Regions from separate parts of the Ovis aries genome. Here region 2 is linked to region 1. Evidence: chromatin contacts called from public Hi-C data. All regions are on one chromosome and are shown on one strand. Each heading gives the region's core, a stretch centred on a gene start, on an enhancer-like site or on the middle of the called end of the contact. The rest is flanking DNA. Distances are from core to core; before and after follow the strand shown.

What was found. Hi-C and Micro-C count contacts between places; a contact is called where the count stands out from the background.
Region 2: a contact with region 1 is called in a Hi-C map of liver, with 2.5 times the contacts expected there. The contact joins two enhancer-like sites. A contact is called at or near these places in 7 of 16 Hi-C or Micro-C datasets (hypothalamus, liver, muscle and 3 more).

What each region holds. Positions count from the first base shown.
Region 1 is chr10:33,187,882-33,195,549 of ARS-UI_Ramb_v3.0, forward strand. No RefSeq gene overlaps it. Among named protein-coding and RNA genes, the nearest start is that of GPR12, 34 kb to the left of the region's middle. Within about 2 kb of position 3,395, at least 4 of the 54 cell types and tissues checked have an H3K27ac peak or open chromatin away from gene starts, as enhancers often do. A contact at or near this core is called in liver, where this site is marked.
Region 2 is chr10:33,318,767-33,326,434 of ARS-UI_Ramb_v3.0, forward strand. No RefSeq gene overlaps it. Among named protein-coding and RNA genes, the nearest start is that of WASF3, 50 kb to the left of the region's middle. Within about 2 kb of position 3,670, at least 9 of the 54 cell types and tissues checked have an H3K27ac peak or open chromatin away from gene starts, as enhancers often do. A contact at or near this core is called in liver, where this site is marked.

The DNA of each region.
Region 1 (7,668 bases), core at 2,145-4,644:
ATCTAGGTTGGTCATAACTTTTCTTCCAAGGAGTAAGCATCTTTTAATTTCATGGCTGCAATCACCATCTGCAGTGATTTTGGAGCCCCCCAAAATAAAGTCTGACACTGTTTCCACTGTTTCCCCATCTATTTCCCATAAAGTGATGGGACTGGATGCCATGATCTTCGTTTTCTGAATGTTGAGCTTTAAGCCAACTTTTTCACTCTCCTCTTTCTCTTTCATCAAGAGGCTCTTTAGCTCCTCTTCACTTTCTGCCATAAGGGTAGTGTCATCTGCATATCTGAGGTTATTGATATTTCTCCTGGCAATCTTGATTCCAGCTTGTGTTTCTTCCAGTCCAGCATTTCTCATGATGTACTCTGCATAGAAGTTAAATAAGCAGGGTGACAATATACAGGCTTGGCGTACTCCTTTTCCTATTTGGAACCAGTCTGTTGTTCCATGTCCAGTTGTAACTGTTAAAGACATGTTTTTTCTTTCTTATACAACGAATGGCATATATGCACATTTTTCCAACCTTTGTTTTTTCACTTTAATGATTTATCTTGAAAATCATATTAATTCATTTAAAACACCCTCACATTTTGTACAGTGGCAGAGTATTCCATTGTGTATACATTAAATTCTATAATTTAATTTGTATTCTGTCGCTGGAACAGGAGGCTGTCTCCAATATTCTGTTATTTCAAACCATGCTGTGGGGGAGGATGTCATTTTGCAGTGTGCAAATAAGCTGGAAACACCTCTCTGTGCCAGCGAATGGAGTATATTTCAGTTCCTAAAGGTGTGTAACCAATTACCCCAAGTCTGAGTAACCTAAGGGGACATTTATTTTTGCTCACAAATCTGCAGTTTCAGCTGGCAGAACTCAGTGGGAATGGATGTCATTGCCCCAGCAATGGTGGGCTGTGGGGACTCCAGTCCTCGGCAGGGGTCTCTCCCACTCCCAGGCCTGGCAGGCAATGCTGGGTGCCAGCTGGAACCAGACCTTAATGTGACCCCGCTAGTGGGCTTCCTCACAACTTGGAGGCTAACCCCAGAGGTGGGTTCTGAGCCAGGCTTCCTTGTCTTTGTGACCTCTGCTGGGAAGTCTGGCTTGCAGAGAAGCAGCCCCCAAAACCCCACCCGGCTCCAACAGGAGGGAAATAGAATCCGCTCCTGACACTGGAAGGGAATGCGGGTCCAGAAATACTACTTCTGGAGAAGTCCTGCACAAGATGGACTTGCTGGATCACAGGCATGTGCAGTCTTGATAGATGTTTGCTAATCGCCCTTGGGGGAATACGTCCCAGTTCCCTCCCAACCATGGTGAGTGAGAAACACTCACCTGTTTGATGGAGGAATGAGAGAGGGAAGCGAAGGGGTGCGAAGAAGGGCCGCAGAGGCGCAGCTGTCCCACCACGCGGCCGCTAGGGGGCGGCGCTTCCCCGGAGAAGCGCAGGGCGGTGCCCTCAGAGGCCCGGAAGCCCCTAGTGACCGCAACGCGCTTTAAGAGCGAGGCCAGACGCTCTCTGCATCCGGTCTGTTCTGCGGGCTTACATCGCGTGGGTGCCTCGGTGGACGGAATAGGAGAGGTGGGTCAGAGCCGTCCGTCTCTCGAGCTCTTTCAGTACAGCGCTGTCTGGTCTCCCTGGAGAGTCCATCCAGGGACTCCGGCCCCACCATCCTCCACAGGACTCTGGGGTGATGCAGTTCCATTCAAGGCAGGTTTCCAGACGGCCTCAGGGTTAAGTGCCAGCGCCCGGCTCACTCAGTCCCCAAGGGAACAGGAGATGTGCTGGGGGTCAGAGGTCGTGCCGATGCTGAGCCCCAAGCCGCGCTCCTGCCCAGATGACTCCAGGGGTGATTGTCTCAGATTCCACCTTGCTGAACCCTCAGTCACTTCCAGGGACCCCAAGACCACAGCCCCTGGGACTGAGCCTCCTCCACAGCGCTGTGAAGCCCCGGGTGTGGCATGGGGGCGGGGGTAGAGAGACGGGGGGTGGGGGGTTGGGGGGCCGCGGGGGTGGGGGGCCGGGGTGGGGTGGGTGGAGGGCGCTGGTAGCAGCACCCGCTCAGCAGCTCTCTGTGCAGGAGGTATGAGATGCAGGCCCACCTTGGGGTCATCATTCACACAGACCCACTCCCGCCTCCAGTGCCCATGAGTCTGACCCCAAAACGCGCACCTTCCCATCTCCCTGCCTGGCCTAGAGCACCGAGGGGACCTGTCCACCGGCTGTGTGCGTCTCTCACCAGGCGAAGGCCACCCGTGGGAGGGAGGGGTCAGGCTAGGCACCCGCACCAATCCCCAGGGAGGTCTAGGCCAGCTCCCTGCCTACACACCACTCTTCAGACATCAGTGGGGCCCAAAGCAGGGTTGTCTTGACCATGAAGCTTTGATGCCAGGATGGTTCCATTGTGCATAAACCTTCCAAAAACAATGAAATGGGTGCATGGACCCCCTACTCATCACCCTCCCCTCCCCACACCATTTCCCTCTCCACCAGGGCTCTGGAGCTGGTGGAGTCAAATTGCTTGCAGTCCAAGCAGGCAACCAGCAGGTGGACCAGCAGGGCTTCCCAGGTGGTGCTAGTAAAAATCTGCCTGCCAATGCAAGAGACGCAAGAGGGTTCAATCTCTGGGTCAGGAAGATCCCCTGGAGAAGGGCATGACAACCCACTCCAGCATCATCGCCTGGACAATCCCATGGACAGAGGAGCCTGGTTGGCCACAGTCCACAGGGTCACAAAGAGTTGGACACAATTGAGTGACTAAGCAACAAGGGGACCAGCAGGCCTGCCACCCACCATGAAGAGGCCGTGTTGTCACTTTGCCTGGGTGGACTCGTCCACCTCTGGGGTGCACTGGGGCCCTGACTCTCGCTTCCCACCTTGCAGTCCTGCCTCGGCTTCCTGGCAGAGCAGCGACAGCAGTGGGGTCTACCAGGTGCCCACCAAGTCCTCCTGCAAATTCCTGCCAGTTCGCCTGGCCAAGAGAGCAGAGTCCCGCTGGGAGGCCTGGTTTGAACCTTGGTCCTGGGACCCCTGGGGAAAACAGGCGGCCTCACTTTTCTCACCTGTGAAATGGTCACATCCCACTGCAGAGAACTGCCGTGTTCAACCCGACGGCTCACACAGCCATCCTAGCGTGGGGCCGGGCATGGGGAAGCCAGGGGCGGGGGGGGCCTGTTCCCATCACCCTGGTTCTGTCCTGTTCTTATAGCTCCCGGCCCAGCGCCTTCATCCCAGCAGGAGAGGCAGGTGTTCTGGCCACAGTCAGAGCAGAGAGGGGTCAGGCTGAGACTCAGACCATGCAGACAGGGGGTCACGGGTGTCCCTCTAGCCACCCTCTCCACCTGGTTTCTCCAGCTGAGGTGGACGGGCCCTCGGGGACACTTGATTGCTTCCCCTGTATCACCCTGCAGTGGGGGAGGGGAGCAATCTGCTTGCCAGGCCCCGAGTGCCCGCTCCCTGGGGCCCCACCCCGCTGGACTACAGGGGACGCTTGACCTCATCCCGACCCCCGAGCCAGTGGCCCCAGGCCATGGTGTGGGGTTGGGGGGGGCGTCCTTTTCACGCCTAGCAGGCCTTTCACTGCCCTCTATTAGCATCCACTGCTGCTGCTGCTGTTGCTGAGTCGCTTCAGTCGTGTCCGATCTGTGTGACCCCATAGATGGCAGCCCACCAGGCTCCCCCGTCCCTGGGATTCTCCAGGCAAGAACACTGGAGTGGGTTGCCATTTCCTTCTCCAAGGCATGAAAGTGAAAAGTGAAAGTGCAGGAAGCCCCGCCTCCAGTCTCCCTGCTCGGAGGAGGCCTCTGTCCAACCTGCTTTTAGGATGGCTCCATGGCCTTAGGATAGACGGTTTTGCTCCCTCCTTCCGGGAGAGGCTGGAATGAGTTCCGCGGCCAGGCCGCGCCGGGGTGGGCGGGCTTCGGCTGGGTCAGCCCCAGGCTCCCTGGGCCCTCAGGCTGAACACAGGCGCCCAGTATTCCTGATGAGCTGGAGGGCCCACCAGTATGTAGATGAGTCTCTTTGGCCACTTGTCTTAGCAGAGGGCAGATGACCATGTCATCAGGTGTGGGATCCAGCCAAAAATCTTTACTGTTTCCCATCTAAAGTGTTAGTTGCTCGCTTGTCTGACTCTTTGCAACCCCGTGGACTGTGTACTCCACCAGGCTCCTCTTGTCTATGAGCTTCTCCAGGCAATACTGGAGTGGGTAGCCATTCCCTTCTCCAGGGGAACTTCCTGACCCAAGGATTGAACCTGGGTCTCCTGCACTGCAGGCAGATTCTTTACCGTTGTGGCCACCAGGGAAGCTCTTTCCCATTTAAAGTCAGTTACCAAATGGAAAGGGACACCCTAGGGCACCCCCCACCCTGGGACCAGCTAGGGGACCCACCTGCTTGGGTCAGTCCTGCACCTGCAGTCCGACTGGACTTAGGGAGACGGAGCTGCTTTCCCCACTTCCCACCCCACATGACAGACATCCAACCAGCCCACACAGAAGCATCTTTTGTAAAACACGTGACTCTAGAAAACCAAGGCAGTGCTTGGCTTTCATTCCTGTTGCCGTCCCCCCAGAGCTGGGGGTTAGGGCCCCGTGCCTCTCATCATAAACTTGCCTCACATACCAGTTCTAAGGGCCGTGAAAGGGGGTGGGGGAACTTAAAAAAATATATATATATATATATATATATTTTTTTTTAATTTTTATTTATTAATTTTTTTTAACTCAACTGGTTTTATTTTTTTTTCCATCCTAGATATATTAAAAAGTCTTTATTTTTTATTTTTTAATTTTTTTTAAATTTTAAAATCTTTAATTCTTACATGCGTTCCCAAACATGAACCCCCCTCCCACCTCCCTCCCCATAACATCTCTCTGGGTCATCCCCATGCACCAGCCCCAAGCATGCTGTATCCTGCGTCAGACATAGACTGGCGATTCAATTCTTACATGATAGTATACATGTTAGAATGCCATTCTCCCACATCATCCCACCCTCTCCCTTTCCCTCTGAGTCCAAAAGTCCGTTATACACATCTGTGTCTTTTTTCCTGTCTTGCATACAGGGTTGTCATTGCCATCTTTCTAAATTCCATATATATGTGTTAGTATACTGTATTGGTGTTTTTCTTTCTGGCTTACTTCACTCTGTATAATCGGCTCCAGTTTCATCCATCTCATCAGAACTGATTCAAATGAATTCTTTTTGACGGCTGAGTAATACTCCATTGTGTATATGTACCACAGCTTGCTTATCCATTCATCTGCTGATGGACATCTAGGTTGTTTCCATGTCCTGGCTATTATAAACAGTGCTGCGATGAACATTGGGATACATGTGTCTCTTTCAATTCTGGTTTCCTCGGTGTGTATGCCCAGCAGTGGGATTGCTGGGTCATAAGGTAGTTCTATTTGCAATTTTTTAAGGAATCTCCACACTGTTCTCCATAGTGGCTGTACTAGTTTGCATTCCCACCAACAGTGTAGGAGGGTTCCCTTTCTCCACACCCTCTCCAGCATTTATTGCTTGCAGATTTTTGGATCGCAGACATTCTGACTGGTGTGAAGTGGTAACTCATTGTGGTTTTGATTTGCATTTCTCTAATAATGAGTGATGTTGAGCATCTTTTCATGTGTTTGTTAGCCATCCGTATGTCTTCTTTGGAGAAATATCTATTTAGTTCTTTGGCCCATTTTTTGATTGGGTCGTTTATTTTTCTGGAATTGAGCTGCATAAGTTGCTTGTATATTTTTGAGATTAGTTGTTTGTCAGTTGCTTCATTTGCTATTATTTTCTCCCATTCAGAAGGCTGTCTTTTCACCTTGCTTATATTTTCCTTTGTTGTGCAGAAGCTTTTAATTTTAATTAGGTCCCATTTGTTTATTTTTGCTTTTATTTCCAGAATTCTGGGCGGTGGATCATAGAGGATCCTGCTGTGATTTATGTCTGAGAGTGTTTTGCCTATGTTCTCCTCTAATACACCTTTATCTTCTGTCTCTTTACTGTGCAGGGTCTTAGTTCCCTGACCACGGTTTGAGCCCAGGCCCCCTGCGGTGGACCGCCAGGGAAGTCCTAAGAGAACTTTTAAGAGCAGTGTGGTCACACCTCCAGAGAGAAGTCCTGGGAGCTTGGGGCCGATTCACACCCCTGGGCGTATCACACCAGTCCTGTCCCCGCCCCAAGGACCCTACAGTGGCAGAAATGGAGCGGAGGATCAGACTTGCCTCCCAGTCTAGCCAGGGCAGGACGAAGCTCTGTCCAGGGAGTGGTGTCAACGGGGACAGCCCCCAGACAAGAGTCAGGCCCTGGGATTTTGTCCTCCCAGGTACTGAAGCCAAGAGTTCAGAGGGGCTCCTAAATTACCTGCTCTGCCCAGAACCATAAACTCTCCCAGGTGCTGTGTGCAGCCAAGACCCATCGGTACAAACAAGCAAGGAGCTTGGGGGTGGGGGGCGATCAGCAGGCAGGTATGGAGATGAGGGGACAGCCATCCTGCAGGAACATGGGGCTGGGCCACCGGATGTGAAGTTAAGATGGCCACTCTGCACCCCAGCCCTGGGGTCCAAGATGAAGTTGCTTGGCGGGGGACTCTGCTTCCCCATGCACACCAGGGCTGCATACTTCCCTCCATTGGGCACTAGTGGCAGACAGCCCCGGACTATGGGGGGTCTGAGCCCCACCTCAAGTCCACTTGGTGCCTCAATGGGCTGGCCTGGGTCACTGTCAGAATGTTTGGGGTCTGATCAGTCCTATAAGGGCAGGTGCTGAGCTTGTGTTTCTTGAACTCTGGTGTCCCCAAGAATCACTCACCTGGTGGCGTGAACTGCGATTCCAGGGTCTCCTGCTCGAGGTTTGGGATAGAGCCCAGAAACCTGTTTTTAACATGCATCCCCAGGTAACTGTGGTGCGGGTGGGGTGGAACAACGCTGGGAGAAAACTCAGACTCTTGGCTGGTAAGACCCTGAAGGGGACATGACCACCGGGCTCCTCCAGCAGCATCCAGGGACATCCTGGCTCAGACGCACTGACTCCTTTATGAACTGTTTTGGGCCTCAGCGCTCCCAGTATTGCCTCAAGACCCGGTGGTGTGGCAGGGTCTGGATGCAGAGGGGAGGAGAGCAGGGAGCTGCAAGCTGGGGGTGGGGGCAGTGCTCTGGAGGAATCCAGGAGCTCAGTAGTGACTTATTGCTCAGCTCGGCCTCAACGTAGCTGCCACTGAAAGTCTCTAACATGCAAGTCAAACGAATGCCTAGGTTCCTGAAGGGTTCAAAGACGTTTCAAAGAAGCTGAGAGGTAACACCCTAATTTAATTATCCAAGATCGCAGTCTTGATTCCGAGAGGGTCCATTTCAAGCCATCATCACCTGCGCCCACAAAAGGCAACGTATGATCCACATAAATGCTGAGTTACAACTCCCGTCTGCAGGATGGAAAGGCCGCATCCTCTCAAATTGCTTGACTTTGATTTAAATCGGTTTGGGGCCAGAACTGCCAGAACGCACCCTAGAATACTAAATGCTTTGAAATGTCACTTCATGGAAAGTACCACCACTTGGTAGGTTTTAAATTACTCTCAGGAGGCCTATTTTCTTCATGGTGAATCATCCACCAGCTCACCACCTCTAATCACGGTGCTATGTTTGAAGCTAATTACTCAAATCACAAGCAGGCAGAT
Region 2 (7,668 bases), core at 2,420-4,919, 130 kb after region 1:
TACTGTTTATGACCAACCTAGACAACATATTAAAAAGCAGAGACATTACTTTGCCAACAAAGGTCTGTCTAGTCAAGGCTATGGTTTTTCCAGTAGTCATGTATGGATGTGAGAGTTGGACTGTGAAGAAAGCTGAGAGCCAAAGAATTGATGCTTTTGAACTGTGGTGTTGGAGAAGACTCTTGAGAGTCCCTTGGCCTGCAAGGAGATCCAACCAGTCCATCCTAAAGGAAATCAACCCTGAATATTCATTGGAAGGACTGATGTTGAAGCTGAAACTCCAATACTTTGTCCACCTGATGCAAAGAGCTGACTCATTGGAAAAGACCCTGCTGCTGGGAAAGACTGAAGGCAGGAGAAGAAGGGGATGACACAGGATGAGATGGCTGGATGGCATCACCGACTCAATGGACATGAGTTTGGGTAAACTCTGGGAGTTGGTGATGGACAGGGAGGCCTGGCGTGCTGTAGTCCATGGGGTGGCAAAGAGTCGGACACACCTGAGCGACTGAACTGAACTGTTCTTTCACACTAATAAGCAGTGGTGTCATAAGCACAGTCCTGAATGTAGAATTTTCAGGATTTGGGATTACTGACTTTGGCAAATTCCCAGAGGCAGACTGGCTTGCACACTGGTATGGGGAAGATGTTGACCTTTTCATCAGGGACCAAACAGGCTAAGCTGTTTTGCCAGAAAATCAAGTTACCCGTTTCCAAGAAAGCCCTAACATAACTATTACTATTTTTTAAAAGCTTTAAAGCAAATAGTCTTAGGGAGGCTAATGATGAAGCAGAATTCAATGAACCCGGGAGCCATGCTTCTTGGCTCCGAGTCAGAGCAGATTCCTGCCCACCCTCTTGTTGTTGTTGTTTAGTTGCTAAGCTGTGTCTGACTCTTTGAAACCCCATGGGCTGCAGCCCACGAGGCTCCTCTGTCCATGGAGTTTTCCCAGGCAAGAATACTGGAGTGGGTTGCCATGCCCCCCTCCAAGGATCTCCTCCTTCCAGGGATCAAACCTGTGTCTCCTGACTTGGAGGCGGATTCTTTACCACTGAGCCACAGAGGAAGCCTGTCTGCCCTCCTGTCTGACTAGTAAATGGGACACGGTGAATGTGGCCCCCTCTCTCTTAGCCCAGAAACCCATCGTCTGTATTTTGCATCAAGTTGCAGAGAAAGCGGGGTCTGTTTCACCCTCCCCCCACTTCATTATCAAAAGTCCGTTTTCATGAGTGTCAGCATCACCAGTGAAGGCCAGGGTTTGCCTCCAGATCCAGGCAGGCCTGGGGTCCTCACCACCCTTCCCCTGAATAACACCTTCCTCCCAGAGCTCAGCCTCTCCCCCTCCCCCAGCACTGGGGAGAAAGCTGGACTGCAGGAAAGCTGATTCCTCCAGTCTCAACACCAGGGATGGTTTTAATTACCTGGGAGCTCCTTCCCTAACCGGCTGTGGAAACAAAACAGGGTCAGGGAGGCTGGGGACCAGCTGTCACACCGTCTGTGCCTCTAACAATGGAAATTCATAGGCTCTGTTCTTCCTGCCCCGTCTGGCCCTTCATCTAGGGGTGTCTGACACCCCCTCCTCCAAAAAGACCCCCTTAGGGCCCTTGACACTCTTCCTTTGGCAGGTTATTTACTTTGGCAAGAGGAAATGGCATGGGTCACCCAGTCTGAAAGAGGCGAGCGGGATGGGCTGGATGTGGGACCTGCAGGCGCCAGAAACGTCAGTCTGCCTGGTGACTTACAGCGACTCTGCATCCAGGGCGTCTGAGACGCTGGAAGCCTTCAAACCTTCTGCTTTTCTGTCTTTGATTCAGGAGAAAAGAACGGCGGGCGGGAAGCGAAAGGAGGCGGAGCCAGGTAGGAGGCGTGGCGAGGGGCGGGGCGGGGCGGGGTGGGGCCTAATTGTCTCCTGCAGAGCGTTGGAGAGGCAGAGGTACCGCTCCTGTGCGGGAGCCTGGGTGTTGTGTCCCCACAAAATTCTTACGCCAGGTCCCAACTTGGGAGGCGATGAGGTCAGGAGCGGGGAGCACTCACGGATGGGATTAGTGTCCTTACAAAAGAGGCCCCAGGGAGGTGGGGTCCCGGAGGGGAAGTGACCACGTGAGACCCGAGGAACAGAGGTTCATGAGACACCGGATCCTCTGGCGCCTCGATTGTGGACTTCCCTGCCTCCAGACTGTGAGAAATCAATATCTGCGTTTTTAAGTCACCCAGTGTTTCTGTTACAGTCGCTGGAACAGACTAAGACAGACACTTAAAACCAGTGCTGGTTGCCTGAGCTCCGAGCCGGTAGGGCTGGGAAATGGCACGGTGCAGAGGGCAACAGGCCGGACCGGGCCCCACTCTGCCTCCCACGCCCCGTGCCTCCCTGGGGACATCATCACTCAGGCCCTCAGGGTTGGGGTGTTCATCTATGGGACACACTGTGCAGAGCGCTGGGTGATGTCATCTTGGAGCTGGGACACCCACTGTTGCGTGCACAGGGGCCTTCGTTCCAGGGGCCATCACCACCCAGCCTCTCAGGCTGTTCTCGCAGCGGGCTTCCTGATCCCGACAGTCAGTCCCATCTCATCTCCTCCTAATAACAGCGCTGTCCATCCACACCTCTTCACGGACCACGGTTGGGGGGTGCTGAAAGACTGACAATGTTGTTCCCGCGGGGAGGGCTCCTTCCCCAGGGAACTCCCGTCAACAGAGAGCATAGGGTTGCATTCTGTTGCTATTTACAGCTCGAGGCACTTTCTCTCCCCAAGGCTCCCTGCTTCGGCAGTTCTGGTTGCATTCCAGAGACATGGCATTAAATCTGCACAGAGAGGAAGAACAAGATGCCTGGCTCCACGTTACAGCGAGGCCACGCTGGGCGGTAGACGGGCTCTCAGCTCCGAGGACCTGAGGTCCGGGTGGCACCAGGCAGGGGTGCCACCAGCCCCTCACCCCCCTCAACCTGCTGGGCTCTGGTCTAGAAACTCCATCTGCCATCCAGCACTTCCTCTTGTCACTTCAGGTGGGCTTTTGGGTCTTCTGGAAGCGTGAACACAGGGCGAATGAACGTGAGCAACTCTGCATCCAGAAGTGGCTCCTCTGGGGCCGTCCATCCTCACGAGAAGAGGAACGCTTAGCCCCTTGAGCTCAATGAATCCGCTGCCTGTTAGGCTGCTCACAAATTGCTCGGCTATCAAGGGAGGACTGGGGTTTAGAGCATGTTTTACTGGCTGCCAGCCACGGTTTCACATACTACTGGAATTCGATATTAGCAATGACTTCTTGGAGACAGGAAGTGTCTGAAATTGCTGTCTAGAAAAATGCGGGTCGATGGATTTCTTAATAAATATGTAGAACGAGGACTTCTGTGAGTCCGGGCTGACTGATGCCAAATGGTAATTAACTTGCCTGCATTCTTGGGTTTTCAAAGCCAAGCGGGAACCACTTACAAAACGAATGAGTGGGGAACCGCAGGCGCTTGCCAGAGCCGCTCCTGCTGGGAAGTGAGCTAGTGAAGCCTTCAGGCTCATTCACTTCCTCCCAAGAGCTGTGTGTTTCCTGCGGGTGATGCTGGAGACGGGAGGCCAGCTCTGGAGAACTTGAACTTGATTTCTTTAAGGCGACTAGAGATGAGGGCGTGGCCATGTGGTCACCCGACAGTGTCGAGTGGCCATCAGTACCACGGACACAATAGGTTAGATTCAGACCGGAGGGGACTATGGAGGGTGATCGTTAGTAGCCTGGGGCTGGGGCAGGAGCACCTCAAAAGATGTGTGGTGCCATGTACGGTGATGCTTGGGGCTGTGGGCTGTCCCTGGGCAGGTGAAGGTGCTCTAGGGAGCAGTAACAGCATATACGGAGGCCTCAATGTCTGAGAGAGCTTGTGGGCAACAGAACCGAGTATGTGCCCGGTGTAGGGGGAGCAGAGGAGAGGGAGGGGGTGGCTGACACAAGCCAGGCTGGCACTGGGAGTCTCACCAGGGCACTGAGTGAACGTGGACTTTATTTTTGAGCGGGACTTCTCAGCACTGGCATGGCTGACATCGAGGGCCAGATGGGTCTGTGTCGAGGGTAGGGTGGGGTGGAGGGACGTCCTATACACCCTGTGGGGCGCTCAGCAGCGTCTCTAGCTCACGCCCACAAGATGCCAGCAGGAGCTCGCCAGTGATGACCATCGAAAGTGTCTCCAGACATTGCCGGATGGCCCCCTCGCCCCCAGTTGGTGGGGGTGGAGAAATCCGCCCCCCTGTTGAGAACCCTTGTTCCAGGGGCCAGGGGGAGCCATGGAAGGGTCTTCAGCAGCACTCAGGCCCCGAGAGCAGGAACACGCATGGTGTGGGTTTACAGCCATCACTCCCATCTCCCTTCCCTCTGCTGGGCGAGCTGCTTGTGAGCCCGGCACATCACAGGAGAAAAAGGACTTGCGTTTCTCCTCAGAAACTGAAACTAGAAACAGTTTCCTCTTCTGATGAATCAGTACACTACCTTTATGGTGCAAGAGCCCTGAACAGTTTCTGAAAGCTTAGAATCATTTTTGCATTTTAGCTCCATCAGCCTCTCTGGGCGCATCCTAGTAAGTGACCCCAGGTGAGTGAGACCGCAGGTGGGCGGTGAAGATCGTGCACATCTCTGTCGACCCGCCAGGGGGCAGCACCTTCCCAGCTCTAGCTATGGGTTCATGACGTCGGATTTTGGAATTGTTCGAGAAAAACAGGAAATCCAGATTTCTGTGTAAAATCTCCCAATGTTTAATTAGTAAATTAAGATGTGGATAAGGCATCTGCCAGGTTCAGTCAAATCATCTTGGGGATCTTTTCTGCTCAAGGGCCTGTTTGTAACCTCCCAGTCTGTGGGTTTTGTTTTGATCTTTAAAAGAAAAAATATATCCTTTTTCTTCTTTTTGCTCTGGTTTTAACTATTTTAATTTCATATTTTTTCTTTAAAGTAGAGGATTGTGTTGGCTGTCTTCTCTTAGACCCACACAAATCCGCTTCCATCTTCCCCCACCTCACCCTGCGTCCTGGGAGCACTTGGGGGTCTCGCCAGGTGACACTGGCGGGGTTCAGAGGAAGGACGGAATTGGAATGACCCCCTAGGCCGCCTTCCCCCTCTGCTGACCCTCGTGCAGGAGCGGGCTCGGGTTGCCCGCAGCACTCTCTTCAGGGCTGGAATTGCTCCCCACTCCCATCCTTCCAGGGCAGGTCAGCTAAGGAACCCTGACACCTTCACCATAGCCTTGTGGCTTTCCTTTGTAGTTGTTGTCCAGTCGCTCAGTCATGTCCCACTCTTTGTGACCCCATGGACTGCAGCACGCCAGGCTTCCCTGTCCCTCACCAACTCCCTGAGCTTACTGAAACTCATGTCCACTGAGTGGGTGATGCCATCCAACCATCTCATCCTCTGTCTTCCCCTTCTCCTCCTGCCCTCAACCTTTCCCAGCATCAGGGTCTTTTCCAATTAGTTCTTTGCATCAGGCGGCCAAAGTATTGGAGTTTCAGCTTCAGCATCAGTCCTTCCAATGAATGTTCAGGGTTGATTTCCTTTAGGATGGACTGGTTGGATCTCCTCGCAGTCCAAGGGGCTCTCAAGAGTCTTCTCCAGCACCACTGTGCGAAAGCATCAATTCTTTGGTGCTCAACCATCCTTCTGGTCCAACTCTCACATCCTGCTCGCTCGTGGCTTACAGTGCTCCAGGAGTACCCTTGGGCTACAAGCACAATTAGATGTGGTCTGCTCTTCCAGGAGCTCCTGCTGAGCAGGAGAGTCAGCTAAGAGTCACGTCTCAGGCAGCAGGTAGGTAGCCTCTGAAGTCAATGTCAAGGAGAAAATCAAGCATGATCAACACTACCTGTGGGGGAAACAGTCCCTCGGGGAGTGGTACCTTGGCGTTTGCAACCATGTGCCCTAAGTAGCAACAGCGCAGCCAGCGCCCCGCAGCAGCGCACAGATGGCCACTCAGCACGGAGGAAGCGCTCAGCATGGTTTGCATTCTGAGGTCAGGCTGTACAGAAAATATGGTTGTTGCTCGAAACGTGGGTGTGAGAGATGCTCTCAGCATGAGATGCTTCCAGTACAAGAATCAGAATGGGTGCACATGTGCCCAGATCCACGCTCCAGGGCATATGTGTACGGTGGGGAGGGCTGACAGAGCCCACGCTTTGTACGCATGGTTTTTCTTGAGTCCCTACAATTGAATTCACTTGAACTAAATGCCTACGGGGCAGGATTCGATTGCAAAATGACCAGTATGGTGCCATGTGGCAAGGCAACCCTCTTTCAGAGGAGGTGAGACAAGTCAGGAGACAGAAACCTCTTGCCCACTACCCCAAACTAAGACATTCAAAGGAACAGCAACAACAACAGCAAAGAGATTAAGAGGGACAAAATGTTAAGATGTAAATTCAAAAGGCTGTTTTGTTTTTATGGAAAATATGATTAAGATAAGTGAAAACTAAAATGTGGAAAATAAAAGCATGTCAGCGTAAAGAAATTAAAATGATTTACAAGTCACGATAAAAGGAATTTTTAAAAGATAAAAGTTGAGGCAAAGATAAACAGAACAATTTTAAACAGTGGATGGAAGGAAATGAAGGCAGTTAAAGATGGATAATGATATAAACCAAAGACCAGAGGGAAACATAAAGACTAGAAAAGGAAAATAAGCAGTAGTTTATGTGCTAACGGAGAATATTTTTGAAAAGTACCCAAAAGGAAGGCTCTTCAGGGAAGGTGATTGAAAGGCCGAGGCAGCGGCTGGAAGCCAGGGGTGAGACCAGGACCATCTTCTGACCACGGTGCCTGCAGTGAAGGGGTCGGCTGGTGCCTTGGACCCTGGGGCCCAGGAGGCTCCCCGGGCCTCAGGCCAGCCCATCTGTCATCTCTGCTTCTCCTGCAGGGCTGGTGCGAGCCTGGGCGCGCCTTCTGAAAGAGCTGCTGCCGCCAGTCAGCCTGAGTCTGCCTTGAGCCCCAGCACCCCCACTCTGGGAGGCAGTCTGTCCCCACCATACCCTCCACCCGCTCCGTCCACTGCAACGGGATGCCTGATGCACACACCCCTTCCAGGGCACAAATGCCATGGAGGGGGGCTGAAGGGAAAGCCTAGAGTGAGAAGGTGGGCAAGAGAGGGGAGAGGAATCATGACAGGTCCGTACTGTGTTCTTGGTGCTGCACAGATGCTGCTTCTCTTAGGGACCCTCCTGGCCGGCCACCATGTGAATTGCAGCATTGTGCCCATTGCACAGATGTGAACCTGGAGGCCTGGGACCCTCTGCCTATGCCCTCTCTGGCCTCTGCAGTTCTGGTGCTCCGTGCTGATTTCAGAGCTTTCCCCATTGAACCTCAGCTCCTGGCCACACTTGGCATTGTATTTATGCTCTTTCCTGCCCGTTCATTCTGTGCTAAGTACTTCAGTTGTGTCTAACTCTTTGTGACCCCATGGGCAGTAGCCCACCAGGCTCCTCTGTCCATGGGATTCTCCAGGCAAGAATACTGAAGTGGGTTGCCATTTCCTTCCTCAGGGGATCTTCCCAACCCAGGGATCGAACCTGTGTCTCTTATGCCTCCTGCACTGGCAGGCGGGATCTTTACCACTAGTGCCATTCTGGCCACAGTCAATTCTGACATGTGCTCAGCTTCTCTTCTGATACACATGTCTTAAACAGACATTCTGTACCCTAGTATCAAAA